Regions from separate parts of the Bicyclus anynana genome. Here region 2 is linked to region 1. Evidence: chromatin contacts called from public Hi-C data. All regions are on one chromosome and are shown on one strand. The core of a region is the stretch at or near the end of the contact, and the rest is flanking DNA. Distances in the headings are between cores, read along the strand shown.

The links. Hi-C and Micro-C count contacts between places; a contact is called where the count stands out from the background.
Region 2: a Hi-C map of whole body shows a contact between it and region 1, with 3 times the contacts expected there. The contact joins the promoter of LOC112050279 here to the promoter of LOC112050653 in region 1. A contact is called at or near these places in 2 of 2 Hi-C or Micro-C datasets (whole body and whole larva).

The regions. Positions count from the first base shown.
Region 1 is chr10:2,535,397-2,542,499 of ilBicAnyn1.1, forward strand. It overlaps LOC112050653, which reads left to right and starts at 3,196. Exons shown (of 3, transcript XM_052884000.1): 1 at 3,196-3,211; 2 at 3,620-3,778; 3 at 5,207-7,103. The coding sequence starts at 3,196. The coding sequence ends at 5,436.
Region 2 is chr10:2,671,062-2,678,164 of ilBicAnyn1.1, forward strand. It overlaps LOC112050279, which reads left to right and starts at 3,316. Exons shown (of 5, transcript XM_024088518.2): 1 at 3,316-4,333; 2 at 4,628-4,987; 3 at 5,989-6,273; 4 at 7,057-7,103. The coding sequence starts at 4,300.

The DNA.
Region 1 (7,103 bases), core at 1,946-4,445:
GGTTTCTATAAAAGCTGAAACAGTCTGATGCGTTTGAATCCCATGCAAATAAATGTATGTAAGTATGAAGAGATACTTGCCGTTGTTTGGTATGAAAGAAGATTATGTGTTTGGATCCCAGTAACATACATTAAACAATGAGGGGATGTTCTCACTGCAGAATACACTGGAAAAGCAAAGTTATCATAGAATATATCTGCTTATAGTTACTTTACTGCTCGCAGATAAACTCTGAAGTAAAAAATAAATGTTATATACATAATAGTTACTAGGAAACGTCCTGAGGTTTCCTGTAGGCATAAAAGGGAAAAATAGCCTATTAAATAAATAGCCACAAATAAAGTGGCTTTCTATAGGTTAAAATATTTTCAAAATTGGTTCAGTTCAGTAGATTAACAACTAACCAAGCTTACAAAGTTTATCTCGTTAGAAGTAGTATAGATTATAATTACTTTTATTGTGATTCTAAAGAATCTTGGCAAAAGATAGTTTTGAAAGATTTATTGCTGGTAAGAGAAATTGAAGAAGGAAAATGATTTTTATGGTCAGAAATCTAGCCAAAATACATAATGGAAGTTATGTTATGGCTGAATAGAATGAAAACTTTTTAGTTATTGGTATTTTCCCACAATAAAATTGATCAAACCTTATTATTTTAGAATTTAAATTATATTAATATTCTAAATATTTGGGGTTTGATTCCCTATTTTAAATTTATTGGGCGTGCAACAAATTTTTGAATATTTGGGGTAATAAATAGTGGAGGGGATTATTTTTTTTTAATTTGGGGTTTAAATCCCTAAAATGTGATATTAGATGTTTTTTATATGTTCAACTTTGGGGTTTGATTTCCCAATGTGTGGTTATAGTTGATAATTGTTGTGTGTTAAACTTTGGGGTTTGATTCCCTAATGTGTGATTATAGTTGTGTGTTCAACTTTGAGGTTTGATTCCCTGATGTGGGATTATAGTTGTGAGTTCTACTTTGGGGTTCGATTCCCTGATGTATGATTATAGTTATGTGTTCAACTTTGGAGTTTGATTCCCTAATGTGTGATTATAGTTTATGTTCAACTTAGGGGTTTGATTCCTTGATGTGTGTTTATAGTTGTGTGTTAAACTTTGGGGTTCGATTCCCTGATATGTGATTATAGTTAATAATAGTTGTGTGGTCCACTTTGGGGTTCGATTCCCTGATGTGTGATTATTGTTGATAATAGTTGTGAGACCAACTTTGAGGTTCGATTCCCCGATGTGTGATTATAGTTGTGTGTTCAACTTCGGGGTTTGATTCCTAGATGTGTCTTTATAGTTGTGTGTTAAACTTTGGGGTTCGATTCCCTGATATGTGATTATAGTTAATAATAGTTGTGTGGTCAACTTTGGGGTTCGATTCCCTGATGTGTTATTATAGTTGATAATAGTTGTGAGACCAACTTTGAGGTTTGATTCCCCGATGTGTGATTATAGTTGTGTGTTCAACTTCGGGGTTTGATTCCTTGATGTGTGTTTATAGTTGTGTGTTAAACTTTGGGGTTTGATTCCCTGATATGTGATTATAGTTAATAATAGTTGTGTGGTCAACTTTGGGGTTCGATTCCCTGATGTGTGATTATTGTGATAATAATTGTGAGTTCAACTTTGGGGTTCGATTCCCTGATGTGTGATTATAGTTATGTGTTCAACTTCGGGGTTCAATTCCCTGATATGTGTTTATAGTTGTGTGTTCAACTTTGGGGTTCGATACCCTGATGTGTAATTATAGTTGTTTGTTTGACTTAGGGGTTTGATTCCCTGATGTGTTATTATAGTTGATAATAGTTGTGAATTCAACTTTGAGGTTCGATTCCCCGATGTGTGATTATAGTTGTGTGTTCAACTTCGGGGTTTGATTCCTTGATGTGTGTTTATAGTTGTGTGTTAAACTTTGGGGTTCGATTCCCTAATATGTGATTATAGTTAATAATAGTTGTGTGGTTAACTTTGGGGTTCGATTCCCTGATGTGTGATTATTGTTGATAATAATTGTAAGTTCAACTTTGGGGTTTGATTCCCTGATGTGTGATTATAGTTATGTGTTCAACTTTGGGGTTTGATTCCCTGACGAGTGATTATAGTTGATAATAGTTGTGTGTTTCACTTTGGGGTTCGATTCCCTGATGTGTGATTATAGTTGTGTGTTCAACTTTGGGGTTCGGTTCCCTGACGTGTGATTATAGTTGATAATAGTTGTGATTTCAACTTTGGGGTTCGATATCCTGATATGTGATTATATTTGTGTTCTACTTTGGGGTTCGATTCCCTGATGTATGATTATAGTTGATAATAGTTGTGAGTTCAACTTTAAGGTTCGATTCACTGATGTGTGACTATAGTTGATAATAGTTGTGTGTTCCACTTTGGGGTTTGATGCCCTGATGTGTGATTATAGTTGTGTGTTCAACTTTGGGGTTCGATTCCCTGACGTGTGATTATAGTTGATAATAGTTGTGATTTCAACTTTGGGGTTCGATTCCCTGATATATGATTATATTTGTGTTCTACTTTGGGGTTCGATTCCCTGATGTATGATTATAGTTGATAATAGTTGTGAGTTCAACTTTGAGGTTCGGTTCACTGATGTGTGACTATAGTTGATAATAGTTGTGTGGTCAACTTTGGGGTTCGATTCCCTGATGTGTGATTATAGGTCGTAATAGTTGTGAAAGATTATGTAGAATTTTGAATACTCTGAAAGTTGAAAGTTGAGATAAATTTTAATCAAAACAAGTTTGGTTGTAATGCAGCTTTAAAACATAGCATCAGACCAAATCCAATTCATATATGGTATAGGATTACTTTCATCAAAATCAGTTTTGTAATTATGTAAAAGAGATGCATTCTCTTTAGCATTGTCAGCAATTTTCTACTATGAAAATCAGATTGTTAAGTTCAAATCCTAATTTGAAACTTAACACTGGAATCAAACAAATTAAAAATGTTGAACAGATCTTAGTTGTTTTTTTTTTGCTATTTAATAAAGTTTGAGATCTCTTTTTACCTCAATAGCTAGTAATATGTTGAATACTGGTTTTACCTCTTTATTTTAATCATATAACTATATTTTTCATGTATTAATTAAGTAATTTCTAGAATGTTTGCCTAACACTAGGTAATTTTGGATGTCTTTAAATTTGTTATTTTGTTTAAACAATCATGGTGCCATTACCTTGTTAGGAAAATGTCTTATTTTTATAAGTATTTTTTACCTTGTTATTTACTAATGTGTTTCTATTTTAAGTTTATAGATGACTGAAAGAAGATTACTGTACTTGTTGTTTTTTTGAAAAATAAATAAAGGGCGACGAATGGGCGAAATAAATATATTTGGGACGGCTTGTTGAAATTATTTACCTTAATCCTTCCTTGATGTCCTAAACCAACTGATTGCACCTTAATATTTCAAGTAAAGCATTGCAGTTGACAATATTTACAGGTATATGCCATTGGGTGATTATGGGCATATGCTTGAAATATATTCAGCTGTATTGCCATATATAAATAAAGAAATTTTAGAAATAAGATATGGTGTTTTATTCCCCATGAAAACATAAGGTAATTGTGTGGTTTTTCTCATCAGTGCCTGCGCAGTTCATACCGGGTCGGACGGGGGCCGGACTACTCATACTGAACGGGTTTACATTTTATATGAAGAACCACCAAGCACACGGGAAGAAGCAATGGTACTGCTCCTCGAGGGATGTGCACGGATGCAGGGCTGACGTCATAACCTACAAAGGCTTTGACGGCCGCGACTACATCTCTATATTTCGAGGGAAACATATCCACGAGCCACCACGTTTACGCCAATGCCACGACGGCAGATTCATTAGGGAAAAAGACATTTTCAGGCAATCGCTTAAATGACTCTCATGTTGATATACTTATTTTTGTATAGTTTCTTTTTATGTTTATTGTTTAAAAATCCAGATCATGTGATGTTATTGAAAATGTACTTATTAGGGATTATATTTATATTGATGTGTCTTTGGGAGCATGTTTCTGTGGTAGGGACCTGCTAGTTTTGTAGATGGAATAAATATTGACGATATTTTAGAATACAGTATTCAGATAAATGTGTAATTTTATTTATTTCATGGTTTTATTGTTCATCCCTTACTCCCTGATCCTTTGAGCGGGTTTTACATGGACAACATAAAAGAAATATGTCACTTTGATTTCTAAATCTGTAATACAATCTTCACACAGCCAATTTTCGATATTTTTTGTGCATTCTTACCCAAAAAATACTATATTGGCTGAAATTATCTCACATTAAAAGTGTGCATTAATTGATTTTATGAGAGTATCCACGATTATAAGTACCTACTGTGTGTTTAGTCATTAAAGTTATTAATGTCACTATGTTTATCGAAAATAAAAATTGTTGTAGTAGACATTCAAAAACGTATTCATGAAAAATAGTCCTTAACCTGACGCTGTTGTGTCCGGGTATACAATGTTTGATAGTTTTCAAATCATCGAGTACTGTGCGAAGTAATAAAAGAAAGAAAGAAGAAAGAAAGAAAATATATTTAAAAAGCGCGCAGCTATGTTATACCCCGCCACAATATTGCAATGAGTTTTCTTTGTGTGTTCACCATTTGCATCTATGTTAAGTATCTTTTTTCACAGTACTCAGTCAGGTCTTATTATATTACGTGGAAGAACTCAAAGAAATAGAAAGGAAATGATACATACAAATATTCACAAGCAGGCTGGAAAAATTCTAAGCTGATAAGATTAGCTAAAATTTACAGGAGAGGTAAAGACTGTCTTTATTCTAAAGATAACAAGGTATTGCTGTATCAAATACAATAACCTTGCAATTATTTGTGTTTGTCAAAGTTGTATTTGTAATAACTAAGTAATATGATTTATTTCAGGTCAAATATTTTACCGTGTAGTTACAACTCGATTAAGTATTTCTAAATTAATCGAAACAGTAACTATTTATATTTAATTTTGTTCTATAAATAAAGGGATTTATACTCTAAATCCCTTTATTTATAGAATAAAAAGATTTAGAGTATGATATTCGAAATCTTATATTCCATAATGATAATGTTCTGTAATTGTTGCATGGTGTTTAAAAATATTTTTTTTTCAGTGGATCTGTAGGTATGTGTTTTCTTACACCAATAATAAACTGGAGGTTATTTTTCAGGCATATACTATCTGCCGTCGCACAGAACGGGAAGCATGGTCCTAATATTCAAGGACAACAAGTATTGGATCAACAATCGCTACCAGAACACCATAAACTGGACGTGCAGGGACCGCAAGCGGCTCGGCTGCAACAGCTGCGTCCAGACAACCGTCGAGGGTCGTTACATCAAACACAAGGGCTTCCACAATCACGACGACAATTACACTAAGTATAACTTCAACGACTGATATACGAGTTTCAATCCAGCATTGCCAATCATTACATCTGTTGAAAGCTACAATAATGCCAGTAAAGATTAAATACGTTCAGAAAATAATATAATAATACTTCATTGCGCGCAATCTTCCTTTTTTTCCAAATAAATATGAAATTTATGTCCTCTTTTATTTTTCAACGTATCTTCAAGAGGACTAGTTTTATTAATTTTTCGGTTTTGGATTTCATTCTAAATATCATAATGTTTCATTTAAACAAACGTAATAAATATATCTATATCTATTTTTTTTTAATTAATACTTGTAATATGTCTTGTGTTTTATTAGTTTTTTTTGGGATTTTGCGCTAAAATAATAAACAATGATCAATCAGCAATGCTGGATTGGTACTTTTGATAAGTACGAAACTCGTTAAATAAAGGTTGATAATAATTTGTCGTGTAACTTTATGAGAATAGAGCCTTAATAATTTCTAGTATGTAAGTACTTAATCTGTAATACTAATAACTAATATTTTGTTGTTGATTTAAGCAACAACACAAAATAACAACAATATTGTTTGTAATGTAGAACTTATATTTAAAATTAGCTAGTCCTGCGTTGGTGAGTCTGTTTTTAATATTAGAATTATGCTGATTTTAAAGATTTGTGAATGAATTTTTTGGCTTTGGGTAAACGTGTAATGTTTTTGCTATAAGTCTAGGTACTCAAGAGTTTCTTGTTACGAATGGTCAATTTGTTTTCTTTGGTCTATAAAAGACGAAGCAAAGGTCGAAAACGACACTTTGCAATTGCACGTTGTAGAGTCAACATCTCCTGAGGATGCTCCGGTTTCGGGGTGAAACGTACTTAGAGAGTGTTTTGTCGGACCTGGGTGACGTTGTCGCATGGGTTCGTCGACTTTTCGCGGATGATAGCAAAATAAATAAATCATTATATAATCATGTTTTCATGATAGTTAATCTGTTACAGAAAGTCAGTTTGAATTTGGATGTAGTGGTAACATGACACACCAAACGCGTTTGTGTGTATAGACTGAAGTTAATGGGGGCTACCCAATGCAGTTTTAACTGTACAAATAAAATGTCTTTGCGTAGGCAAAACTGTACACTGAAAACTGTACAGTTTACATATTATTAATAATATTCCTATTACATAGAACTACAGTTAAAACTGTGCAAACTAAACTAATAAACCGCATAAAGAACGTTTTATTAAAAAACCTTCAGTTTTACACACCAAAGCTCTATCAGTCTAGTCACCTTGTCACTCTATCCAAAGTCTAACCGACTTACAAAAGTAGACAAAATGTATCACGAACCCCTTATAAATATAGCATTAATGTAGGCGAATTTTAAATATACAGAAAGACATAGGTTAGCTCGCGTTAGGAAATAAGATCTATTTTATTGATATAATCAATTGCCCTCTCATTTAATATGAAATTAAGTAGGTATTAGATTAAGATTAAAACCTTATAGGTTATGTAACTAAAATAATAAACTTTATTTATATTCCATTAGCTTGTACGATGGGTAGATTTCATTTTGCTGTATGTTTATTATAGGCATTTAGTAAACAATTTTATCATTCTTATGTCACCGTATCTCGAAAAGTTACAATAAGCCAGACTCATATTCTCTATATTAAGGCATTCAATTAATATCTTCAAGTGTAAT
Region 2 (7,103 bases), core at 2,066-4,565, 140 kb after region 1:
CTATCTAGGAAAGCTAGGTGTTTGGTTTGTGATGTCCCTGCTCATCGTAAAGCATTCCTCTCACGAAATTCACGTTCAAAAGTCCGTTTTATCGTTTTATCCACTAGCGAACCTGTATTAGCGCGTTATTCAAATTTGGAACGTGATGAAGTACTTGTCAGTAGTCCAGTAGTGAGTAAATCTAAAATATCCATAGAATTATAATTATACGTACCTAAATCTATGAAAATATCAGATGATTCAAAATAAAAAATTTAAATCTACTTTAGATTAAAATTTTCACCATTTTTTGACACACCAACAAGTCTCAAACTTACCGTTTAAGTACTGTTTCCTTTGGCCATAGTCGAAGACTGTTTTATATAGAGCTGTAGCCTAATGAGACGAAAGCGTAGCGAAACAGCTTGGCGTTGTTGAAGACAACTTAAGTCTCAAAAATAATGTCGCCGTCTCGTGGAAGATATTCGTATATCTATTTACGTTTGCGATATTTCAAAATAATATAGAACGGGTAAAAAAGATACAATTAAGTATAAATAATTAATTGTAATTAATCGAAATATTCACATAATTTTTCTAAACCTATACAATTATACATACATTATCTATTTAGTGAGCCTACCAAAACATATATTGCACAAAAACTTCACGTGCTCATTGCAAAGTAGTTTACCACATGAAATGCACCCTTTTTTGGTCCGCCTATTCTTTTTTCTGGGGCATACACCACAGTATCCTTTAGATGGTTCATTTTTAATACATTTGGCAGCTAGAAAAGGAAAAATAGTTTACATAAATCGAAGTCTTGGTATTTTTTTGAAGGGGAATGCGAATATTGGTCATATTTATGAAATTATTCTTTAAAAAAAATATATTTGAGTAACCCAAACAATTACTCATCCAGTGCAAATATAAATAGGCAACAACCACTTTGAGTTTGCTCTGAACACGAGGCGTATGATTACGCAGTAAACAAAAACTACCCAACCGTTCAGTATACAGGCAGCATGTGCACACACCAGGGGTGGAGGGGGCATATGCTGACTTCAGCATATCATGCATATGTGTACCTGCACTGCATATATTCATTTGTTTCAGGGGAAACAAATAAATATATGCAGTATTGTACACAATCCTGTGGTACTTAAGCTTTTTTGTACGAATTTAAGAGCTTGTGGTAAGTTCCAGGGTCATAATGTCCTCAGGGTAGGCAAGTGTATTTTTGCATCTACCGTCCAAGTGTGCGATACAGTACATCTGGTATGGCTTCCTTAGACCTGTCAATTCTTCTTAATTTTGTCTGTGTTTTTGTTTGCAATACCTTATAGCATTAGCATCATTGTAAATGTACCTAAATTGTATACTTGACAAGTATTGTATTAGTGATATTGTTACCGATGTTCATTATAAAAAAATAACCTGTCTACCTCTTAACAAAGTAACACTTTCATACGTCTCCTGTGGTTGTGTATTACATATTATAATATAAAGTACCTCTATTGTGGTAGTGATCAAGGGATATATTGCCAAATAAAATTATATTATTCAAAAAATAAAATATCTTTGTGTAATTGATGTTTGTAAGAATAAAAACTAGTCAAACAATAAAATGTGTAATTTAGTTTTATTTTCCTTTAATGATCAAATCTGATTCGGATGATGATCAATACAGTAGGTATCTTAGTGTACTGATCTACTGCCATCCATCCATCAGTTTGCTGGTCAGTATCATTTCAGTTGTAGATAGTTAAATCTAGTCTGATTAACTCAAAGTAAAAAAGTAGGTATGGTAGGTATTTAATGAAACAAAAGTTAATTTTTTTTAATAATATATTTTCTTTATTTAGGATTTTAAACAAATGGCAGTTAATAATATTACTTTTAATACTAATAAATAATTAAAGAACAATACCATTTATAACTTATGTAGAAGTAATAGAGAAAACAAATAAATGGAATATTAATAAAAAACAATATTTTAAAATGCAATGCATAGCATGCAATACATGCTGAGCTGTAAATCCATTTTGTTTAGTGTCACAGACAGTTATACATTGTGTAAAGTTTTCTTTCTTTCTTACTATCAACAAATGAATAAAGAAAAAACATCTGTTATTGTAACATCAAATTATGTTCAATGTCACAAAACATTTATTTAAAAGGCCAAGGCCAGAGTGAATAGACATTTTCTAGGCACGTCAAACTTGAGTATTAGCCTATTTACCATAAAAAAAAGAACAGTAAATATTAGAGAACAAGCCAAAGGTAATTTTTTTTTATTAAATGATAGGTTGCACAGGTAAGATTGCAGCCCTAGACTGCAAGAGCACTTGCAGTGCCAACATGCAACCAGTAAAGAGAAATATAGACAAAATCTCATACAATGGTATTGGAGTTTCCCCAGTACCATCTTTCGTACTAACACTATGATAGAGATAGCGGCCCAGTTGCAGCACCATTGGTTAAATTTTATTTATTTCTCTCCACAAGATCATCTCGTTGGCTGCATGTCAGCATCACTGATGTTAAGTGAAGATACTAGTAATACAACACTATGATAAAAACACAGGTTTACTTGGAAGAGGTAAAAACTTGTTCTACCCAAAAAAGGCCAGAGGTTGCCTTTTTTTTTTTTTGCAGCATAATATACCAGAATGTAGATTTGTTGATCTGAATGCCTAGTTGAAAACTTCCACTCTGATTAATTTTACTTACAAACTGACACATTGGACGTCACACCACCTAAAATTGCTGAGTTTTTCCCAGTGCTTACATTATTTTCTCAATTCCAAATTCTTACACTCAATAAAAAAATATTTAAATTGGTCAAACCAGAGTTTTAGAGAGGCTATCGAGCATTCATATAAGCTTATTTATGTTAGTAAGTTACATTGACAAGGAACATTTTTACTTCCTGTAACATTGTGTTTGTGTACAATTTATATTGACAACTGATACTTGAGAATTTAGTGTAGGTACATTCATATTTCTTTTTCTCTAGTATCATATTATAATGTACCAGTGGACAGAAAAACCAACTGTGGTTTACGTTGCACTTTGATTAGGTTTAATCTCTGAATGTACATGTCCTAATCAGTGAACAAAGGTTTCTTATGGTTATGGAAATCTCTTACCACCTCAACACCATAGGCTTGCATATTTATAACAGATATACAACCAGTCTTCTGCCTGGAAGAGCAACACCACTGTTCAGCACCACACTGCAGCCTGCTTTTAAACACATACGTGTATCCTTTATAAAGAATATGATGCCCTTTCTTTGTTGGCACACACTGAACTAACTCGTCACCTGCAAGTTTAAAGTTATCAATTGTTTGGAGCACGGTAAGTAACTCCTAAATTCTACCATAAATGCGAACACGATAGATTCTATTATATGTATTTTGGATTGCATATAGTTAACACTCTTTATGAGAAAAAGTACTTAAATAGGTTATTTGAATATAATTAATAATACAAGCATTGGAAGATAGTTTTTATTTAAAGTTTTTAACCAACAACACAAATGGTTAAAGAAGTAATCAACATGTCAAATCAAAACAACAAAAAAATTGCAAACTGCTTTTGTTGTTTTTCTTGGTTCACTTGTCCATTGTTGTCATTTTGACAATGACAAGTTGCGCTAAAAAGAACGTTCAGGAATTAAAATTAAACTCAGGTATTTATGATAATATAAAAGATATCAAAGCATTGTGCAATTGTGTATTAAGCTGAGGTGTCAAATTTTAATTAAGACCTTTTTTGGCAGACTTAATAAATTATATATTTTTTTTATCATTTGCAATTGGACGTTACGTTATTAGACTGTATCGAGTGTCTGTCTATTGTTTTTGATGCTGTCAAAATGTCACTTTGACATTTGACATGTTGCAATTTTGGGATCAAAACCAAATGCAATCCAAGTTTTGTTTATTATTTTAATTTAACCACAAAGCATTTACTTATTAATTGAAACTTACTAAATATTTCTACTTACATAGTGTATTTATTGATTTAGTTTTTCCACCGTAGGATCTAATATAAAAATTCTGCGTTAGGTTGTCTGCCCAATATTATGATCATGTATTTTTGTTTTGAAAAAGATTTTTGTCGTTTGATTCTCACATTTGTATGTCAAGTCTTCTTTTTAGCTAGAGTTCCAGAGTTAACAAATCAATGGGTTGGATTAAAAAGTTGATACTTAAACGAAATAATATCCACATTTCGAAAGTACTAGGTATTACAATGACTAAAAGTGTCAACATAGAGAGCATTTTTTTCATTTTGTGGTTTTGAAATATGTTAATTCAAGGAAAAGAACAATCTAATAATGGTTATGACCTCATCATTTTTAGTTATTAAAATATAAATGTTCTTGAAAATAAACAGAGTATTTCATTTTTAACAATTCATTATTTTCCTTAAGCCTTGTATATCTAAGCATTTACCCCAATGCTGGATGTATTAGGACATATTTAAAACTGATTATATTAAAATATTATTACATACAACAAGTACTTTTATTTTCTTCCCAACATTTTTTATTATTATTTAATTTAAATAATATGTACCTAATTTGATTTTAGTTTATCTGTGTTCAACTATTACAGTATTTTATTAATTGCAGGTCTACCAGAATGGGTACTGATATACTTTTTGAAAGTCAGTAACAATGAATATAGATGTAATATATGTGAAGATGCCATTAAAACAGATGTCAACGCTACCGAACATCTGCAGCACATTAAAAATGTACATAAAGAGATATATGATCTCCATAAAGACTGGCGGAAGGAAGACCAGGATGCGGCAGTGGGATTTCAAATAGAATTCTTAGATTTGAATGAAAAGGATAACCCAAAGCAGCCTGTGATGGTGGAACAGTTTTGTGAGGTTTCGAGCGATATTATCAAAGTTGAACAGAAAACAAACGCAGATTATAACATAATGCTGGTGCCTTCCAAGAAAAAGAACAAAATAAGCTGTGGTAAAAATTCTGTTTCTTGTTTGTTTTATAGTTTACATATATGAACTATAATCAGTGGTGGATTTGCCAGTAGGCTAAGTAAGCTGCAGCCTAGGGTGGCAATTTTGACCTAAATAGTTTTGTATTACAAAGTGAAAAATTTACTTTTGCTTCTTCTACTAAAATATTAAATATGCAAAGTTATTGAAAGTATGTAATAAATATGCGAACTACAGTATCAGATTTTAGAGGAAAGTAAAATTTAATAGCCTATTAGCATATCTGTAAATCTGCCACTGACTAAAATCTTGTATACTTTTTTTACTTATTTTTTATATTTAATATTTTAAATAAGAAACTTATTGAAAATTATCATTAGTTAATGTCCATTAAATATTATTTTACATTTCTAAAACAGTATAGTACAAATAAGGTACTAATACTTTATAAGTTTTGATTTTAAGATTTTAGAGGTCACGGATATAAGGTAAGGAATGTTCCTTCCAGTTATGGGAGGCAGCACATTCTCTCTCTAAATCCTCATGAAATTTACCCTGTTTTGTTGTTTTCTTCACAGTAATACAAGTATGTAGTTACATTTTACTGTTCTGATATGAACTGAGTAGGTAATATTTTGTAAAGCAATGTTGATTTTGCTTCTGTAGATATAATTTTATTTTAGATTTATTATGATTTTATCAATTCAGTTATTGAAACTCTTAATGAAGCATTAATAAGTTACTATAGTGTTTTTCAGATAGCATGTGTACAGTGACAGTTTGTTTCACTCTAGAAAGTTTGTCGCGATTCACAATAATAGTACATACTATGAACATCATGATACTGTCACCATATGCACGAAAAACATTTTATAAGATAATTTTTTGGTTATTTTTTATTTTTGTATAAAATGACAAAAATCTTTAATGTTTGTTTTTCTACTGATTACCGATTACTTGTTTTTACAATATAAATATTATAATCTTTAACGGGTTGAAGTTGCAAAATTTTTTTATTTACAGAATTTAGTAGAAAAAGAAGTTGGGTGTGGAAGTATTTTGACAAATTAACCAATATTATTTACCGATGCAACCTTTGCAATGTTGTATTGTCTATAAAGGGGTGCAATACCAATAACATGAACCGTCATGTCCGTACGAGGCACCCAAGCATATACAAAGCAGAAATTGAAACTAAACATGATGATAGTATAAAATCTGACATTGAAATCATGGACCCAAAGGATATGGATTGGACAATGAAAAAGGATGACAATGAGGATAACACCATAAGGGATGATACACTAAGTAAGTTTCTCAATCTGCTTTTAGTTACTCTGAACATACAGAGATCTTGTGGTGAATAAATACTGCCATTATTTCTGCCAGCACTGCTGTTTCAGTCTGAAGGCAATGGCTTCCATTGTAATTACAGGCAAATAAGGCTTAATACATATGATTCAGGTTGATAGACACTTGTAGGCTGGGTTCCTTGCATGCCCTGTGAAGCAGATATCACTGGGCCTTACTGGGCTAGATTCAAAAGCTACAAGCTAAAGGAGGGTTAGAACTTTGTTGTACTACGTTTTTGGTTTTAAAAAAAAAGGTTAAGAGATTAAAAGTTTATTTAAGTATCTTAAAATATAAAAGCCAAAGGTCATTCATCACGAAATCTCATAATCGGCTTAATGTACAAAACTGAAATTTAACAGGGAAGTAGTTTATAGTTAGTAGGTAACTGAGAACGGATTTTGCACTTAAAGCCGGATTAAAGAAGATTAAGGGCGGACGAAGTCTCGGGCATCCGCTAGTTATATAAGATAAATGAAATAAACACAGTAAAAATGCTATCCGATAAGACACAGACATAGCTCAACGAATCGCGAGGACGAGGAGGATGAAAATCCACTCCACTTTCGGTTTGTACACGACATCATACCGGAACGCTAAATCGCTTAGCAGTACGTCTTTGTAGGGTGGTATCCCACCAGCCAGACCTGGACCATTTAAGAAATCGGCCCAGCCGGGGCCATCACCGCGCATACCAATGCGTCACTGAGGCCGTCAAAACTTATTCTAAATGTGTACCAGGTCTAATGAAACAGCAGCGCCGCAGCTGGATCTGGTCGTACTTCAAG